Linked DNA regions of Rattus norvegicus: region 1 is linked to region 2. The links are chromatin contacts, called in public Hi-C maps. All regions are on one chromosome and are shown on one strand. The core of a region is the stretch at or near the end of the contact, and the rest is flanking DNA. Distances in the headings are between cores, read along the strand shown. Region 1 holds the start of Ntrk2 (neurotrophic receptor tyrosine kinase 2). Region 2 has its middle 270 kb from the start of Agtpbp1.

Region 1 (3,172 bases), core at 519-3,018, 470 kb before region 2:
TTTGGGGTTCTGTGCCTTGCCACAGCAGCAAAGGTGGCAGGCAGAACTGAGGGGATACGGGAAACGTGGTGCTCCAGTCCCCAGCATGTATCAGGGCTCAGGGAAGGAGGTGAGGTGACCTGTTGCTTTTTTGCTCCAGGCCTCAGCTAGGTGTTTGAGTGTGTGAGGGTTATATTTCTGTCCTCCGTGGGTGGCATGTGTATGAAAACCCTGCTAGGTGGATTTTATTTCGTAGTGATGTTTAAGGCTGTGTAGAGACCCAAACATTTACCGACACCATCCTTCTCATTTCTGGCCTTTGCGGGCAGGTGGGTGACAGTTTTTATGTCTTAAATTGGACTCCAGTGCATAGTCTTGTGGTGCGTGGAGGACTTCCGTGGCAAGAAGACTGTTGGGATCTGGTGAGAGGCACACTGCCTGGGCAGCATCGTGCAAACAGCGCGGTGGTTGCGCATCTGGGGCTGCAGTGCGCTGGTAGCGCAGTTCCAGACGCGATGGTAGTGGCCCCATGTACTGGAGCACGTTGGGTTTCTTCTCCCCGCGCGGGGGCACCAGAGCCCTCGGAAGAGTCAGGCACTGCGGCGCATCTACCAGATTCCCTTTTAAATGACTGCGGATATGCGGGCGGTCGGAGCCACAAATGGTGAGAGGAGGTTCGGACCACGCTCGCCAATGGCCTGCAGCGATCATTTAACTGTACCCGCACAGCAGTTAAGGTTTGTCACTCGACGCTCGGGAATCATCTCACGTGTCCCCACTGAGACTCTAGGGCGCTGCCAGAGCCCAGCCTCTCCGTAGCTGGAAGCACGTCCTGCCTCGGGCAGCGCGGGTGCAGGGTACACGTTGGCGCACATGCGCGCGCGCACACGAGCACGGGCAAGGTACGACAGGGCAGGGGACAGGGGCTTGGGTGCTCCGCGTGCGGGTGGATGTCGTGGGGAGTGAAGCTGTGATCCTCAAATGGCTGCATCCTGCCAGGTTAAGGAATGAGAGAAGATGATGCAGAACCATCCATTCCGCAGGCCAGGGTCAGTGCAAAGCATTTAGGGAACCCACAGCGCGGCCGGCGCACTCCCTCCCCACGCAGGGCTCTCCCTATGGCGCAAACGGCAGGAGAAAGACCCATTAGAGCTACACTTGGGTTCCTCTTGGCAGAAACCCCATCACGAGAGCTTTGGAACCATCCACCCTAAATTGGTAGTCCGGAACCGGGCAATGGTCCTTGGCTAACGCACAGCGTTATATGTTTATTTTTGTAAGGGCTGTCGCTTGTCTTCCCTATATTTTGGGAATAGCTTGCTTTGCCCTATGAGCATGGTAGAAAAGGAGAACGCGGCCGGGAGGGAGAGGGATAGGGAAAGGGAAAGGAAAAGGAAAAGGAAAAGGGACGATTCCTACAATAAGAATCGGAGCATTTTTTTCAGAGCCTAACCAAATAGGGCTTCTATTTCAAAAAGGGGTGCTAGCCTGTACTGAGGTGTGGAAGAGATGTAAGAATTAGAGACCAAGGAAGCATCCAGCAGCGCAACGCTGCATTTCAGAGGTACCGGGGTCTAAAGGGGCACACACGCGCGCGCGCGCGCGCTCACATGCACACCCGCACAGCTACCCCGCCAAGGTGTGTGCGTGCGCGCGAGTGTGAACTCCCACATGCTGCTGTCTGCGCCTGGCCGCTGGCACCAAGCCTCCTCCTCCCCGCTCGCCCCCAGATTCCCTCCCCTCCGCCTTGCTTTTGTCTGGAGGGTGCTATGCTATGCCTGTGTGCGAGTGCGTGTGCGTGCGTGCGTGTGTGTGTGTGTGTGTGTGTGTGTGTGTGTGTGTGTGTGTGTGTGTGAGCGTGTGTGTTTTTGGATTTCATACTAATTTTCTGGAGTTTCTGCCCCTGCTCTGCGTCAGCCCTCACGTCACTTCGCCAGCAGTAGCAGAGGCGGCGGCGGCCGCCGGTTAGAGCCCAGTCGCTGCTTCAGCTGCTGTTGCTGCTTCTGCGGCGCTCTGCTCCCTGCGCTGGCTACGGGAGGCCGGGGGAGCCGCGCCGACAGTCCTCTGTGGCCAGGGCCGGCACTGTCCTGCTACCGCAGTTGCTCCCCAGGTGGGATGTGCCGCGCCACCTGCCCACCTCCCCTTTCCCCCCCGCGCCCAGCGGCCGGGGAGGATTCTGCAGCATCATTGGGGCCCCATCGCTGCCGCAGCCTCTTTAGAGGGTCCTCGGCTTGGCCTGTGCCATGGAATCTGCTCTCATAGACCTGTTCCCGACTTCTCACGCCTCGGCCTCAGGCTTGAAGGGAGAGCGGGCACACTGGGGGGCCACTGAGGGGCAAGTTGATTGCCGGGCGGGAGCTGGGTATTCAGACCTTCATTCTCCAGGCTGGGGTTCAGGGTGAGGAGAGCGCGGGAGGGACTGTGTCCCATTTGGTGGTGTGTAGGGTCTACGCTTAGTCTCATCCATGTCTGTTTGTCCTCAGCCCTGAGGTGCGCACCGATATCGATATCCGTGCCGGTTTAGCGGTTCTGCGACCCAAAGAGTCCAGGGAGAGCCACCGAGTGGCGCCTGGCGTATAGGACCATGCAGCCGCCTTGTGGCTTGGAGCAGCGGCCCGTGATGTTCCAGCCACTGTGAACCATTTGGTCAGCGCCAACCTGCTCAGCCCCAGCACCGACAGGCTCAGCCTCTGGTACGCTCCTCTCGGCGGGAGGCCATCAGCACCAAGCAGCAAGAGGGCTCAGGGAAGGCCTCCCCCCTCCGGCGGGGGACGCCTGGCTCAGCGTAGGGACACGCACTCTGACTGACTGGCACTGGCAGCTCGGGATGTCGCCCTGGCCGAGGTGGCATGGACCCGCCATGGCGCGGCTCTGGGGCTTATGCTTGCTGGTCTTGGGCTTCTGGAGGGCTTCTCTTGCCTGCCCCATGTCCTGCAAATGCAGCACCACTAGGATTTGGTGTACCGAGCCTTCTCCTGGCATCGTGGCATTTCCGAGGTTGGAACCTAACAGCATTGACCCAGAGAACATCACCGAAATGTGAGTTCCTTGTACTTTTTCTCCTGTCCCCACCTCAGGGCTCAGGCAGGTATATGTTGGGACAGATGCTGTCCCAAACATAGCAAGAAGTCAGAGACCAGAGAGATGGAGTATCTGTCACTTCCCTGTCTGTTTCACTGGCTTAGGGTTGGCA
Region 2 (2,838 bases), core at 217-2,716:
GGCCCTGGGTTCGGTCCCCAGCTCCGAAAAAAAAAATGCACTGTACAATCAACAATACCACTCAAGACACCTGCAGACACTAGTCACCCCACAGAAATCTATTGTAAGGTGTGAATTTAAATCAAAACAAAGCACACTAAATGTTCATCGGAATCGCTGAAACAGACTCAAACTGAGCGTGTGAGATGCCGGCCCCGATTCGAAGCAGCAGGACTGAGAGTATATGGCTCTGGAGATCTAAATTTACACAGTGACATTGAAAAGCCACTAAGTGGCATCTAGGGAGGCTGAACGTGTTGCTCCTCCATGAGCCCCTAGTTCCAACCTCCGTGCACACACCATAGAAACGCACACATGTGTGCAGTCCCAAATCGCCTGTACAAGTGCTCTCGATGGCACCGTTATCAGCAGACAAAACCTGGCAACGACCATTTGGTCTGGCACCAACATAACGAACAAAAAACTTAGCCCGCATTGGTAAATCGGAATATTATAAAACAGAGAACGACCACCCAGATGTACATAGATAAATGGGAAGAATAAAATGACGGCTCATATTAGATGATGGTAACGACAGGATATACTCTATAACATAGACAAGCTATACCCATAACTCCTCTATCATGACATTGGTGTAAAGCCTTATTTAAATTTAGTTCTATTTTTTTACTTTTTCACTTCACATCCCGCTCACTGCCCGGCTCCGGATCACCCCTCCCACAATCCCTCTCCATCCCCCTCCCCCTTCCCCTTCTCCTCTAAGCCCTTGGGTATCCCCCATTGCTGGCACTTAAGTCTCTGTGAGGCTAGTCCCCAACAACTAGAAGGGCAGGGCTAGCCCAAATGCTGTTGCCTGTATGTGGGACATGTTCTAGCTGGGCTGCCTTGTCAGGCCTCAGTGGAAGAGGAAGCTCCTAGTCTCCTAGAGACTTGGGTAAAGTTTTTAAAGGGCAAAAGAAATCTATGGTAATAGAAGTCAGAGAAGGGATCAGGTTTAGAAGGCACAGTTCTGAGCTGTAACGAAGCCTCCCCGCAGGAGGAGAGAACCACACGGCCTCGTTTGCATGGTGCTTAACTGTATACTCATCTGTAGTTTTATGAATTCCCACCGTCTTTCAATAACAACTTTCTGATTTAACAATAAGGCTAGCCATTCCTGGGCCTGGAGAGACGGCTCAGCAGTTAGAAGCACCTGCTGTTCTTGAAGACAACCAGAATTCTGTCCCCAGCACGCACACGGGACAGCTCACAACCTCTTGTAACTTAAGCTCCAGGGGATCCAACGTGTTCTTCTAGCCTCTGTGGGCACACGCACACACACACACACACACAGGCACATGCATACACACACTCACACATAATTCTCTTAAGAAACTCCACAAAGTCTGGCCAGTCTGGCCTCATGGGTAGCAAAGGAAAAGCTACTCAGAGACAAGGAGATGACGCATGTGCTCCACACTGAAAGCAGAAGGGCCCTCTGGTCACGTGAGAAGCAACATTCCATTTAGTGTTTCTCGGTCCTTGCTAGCGCCTAGCCCCACCAAATATTTTATCCAGATGAACAGGATTTTTGTTCACAGGGACCCTGACCCCACCCAGAACACTGACTCGGAGCCGCAGAGGGCAATCGAACCACTGCAGTGTGATTTAGTTTTAGCATTGATGGAACAGGCCGGATGTGAAACCCAAGCTCCCACCTTGTCTCTTGGAGAATATCTAGTGCCATAGACTTGATGCGGGGACCCGAGGTTCAGCTTGGAGCTGGAGCAGCAGAGTAAAGGGCGAGAGTGGCAGGTAGGGATGCAGAAAAGTGGGGAGGTGGGGAGGCAGGCAGAGAAGCAGAGAGATGGAGCAGGGTCAGAAAGGAATACCTGGGGCTTTCTCCTCACACCCCACTCAAAACTGGTCTGTCTGGCTCTTATCTATTGTCTGGCTTTTTTCCCCCTAAGGCCTTGGGAATCAGTCAGTAAGTAGGATTGGATTCTGACTTCTTAGGGCCCAGATTTCAGAGGGCAGTGTGAGCAACAGTGAGCCTGACTTGAATGAACTGAATACAGAAAATGCTAACACCATCCTGGTTTGTAGACTGGCACGCAGTAGGCCGGCACACAGTAGGGCAGCACAAGTTAAACCCACAGGGCTTGGTGCTGATGGGGAAGAGAAGTCCACCCACCAGAAGCCACCACACAGAAGCATGAACAAAAAGATCAAACTATGGAAGTAAGCATCCCCCTATTATTCTAACCCTGATCCTGCCACAAACAATTTGACCAGAATTACCTATACCAGTTTCTGTTAGCCTTGGAAGGTTCTCCCTGATAGAAAATAGTTTCATGATCCTAGGGCTAAGACCAATGGCTAAATTGGAGTGATAAGGTCATAAGTTCAAGGCCAAGGCCACAGATTGAGTATCCAAAGATTCCCTTTGCTCCTTCTTGAGTGCCACCCCGTTCTACCTCCTCCCCATGAGCCTCATGGTGTATAGCATTAGCAAGAAATCACAGCCATTTCAGTGGCAAAATTTGCCCTACCAGTAGAGTCCTAGAGTAGAAACCTATGAACCAATTTTGGCATCTACTAGCTTTATAATGATAGGCATCTGCGCTCGAGAGATGCTCAGAGGGTAAGACCACTGACTGCTCTGACAGAGGACCCAAGTTACATTCCTAGCACCCACGCGGCAGCTCACAATTGCCTGTAACTTCTGTGTCAAGAAATCTGACACCCTCTTCTGCCCTCCTTGGGCACCAGACACACATGTGGCACACAGACACACATATAGGCATGACACTTGTCTTAGTCACTGTTCTACTGCTGTGAAGAGGCACCGTGACCAAG

The links. A called contact is a pair of places that touch in the nucleus more often than the background predicts.
Region 1: a Hi-C map of Schwann cells shows a contact between it and region 2, with 5 times the contacts expected there. The contact joins the promoter of Ntrk2 here to the enhancer-like site in region 2. A contact is called at or near these places in 2 of 12 Hi-C or Micro-C datasets (the A7r5 cell line and Schwann cells) and 1 of 1 datasets of contacts at active chromatin or transcription factors (oligodendrocytes).

What each region holds. Positions count from the first base shown.
Region 1 is chr17:5,873,224-5,876,395 of GRCr8, reverse strand. Ntrk2 (neurotrophic receptor tyrosine kinase 2) reads left to right here and starts at 1,768. Exons shown (of 18, transcript NM_012731.3): 1 at 1,768-2,089; 2 at 2,463-3,018. The coding sequence starts at 2,807.
Region 2 is chr17:5,406,794-5,409,631 of GRCr8, reverse strand. No RefSeq gene overlaps it. Among named protein-coding and RNA genes, the nearest start is that of Agtpbp1, 270 kb to the right of the region's middle. Within about 2 kb of position 1,466, at least 1 of the 93 cell types and tissues checked has an H3K27ac peak or open chromatin away from gene starts, as enhancers often do. A contact at or near this core is called in Schwann cells, where this site is marked.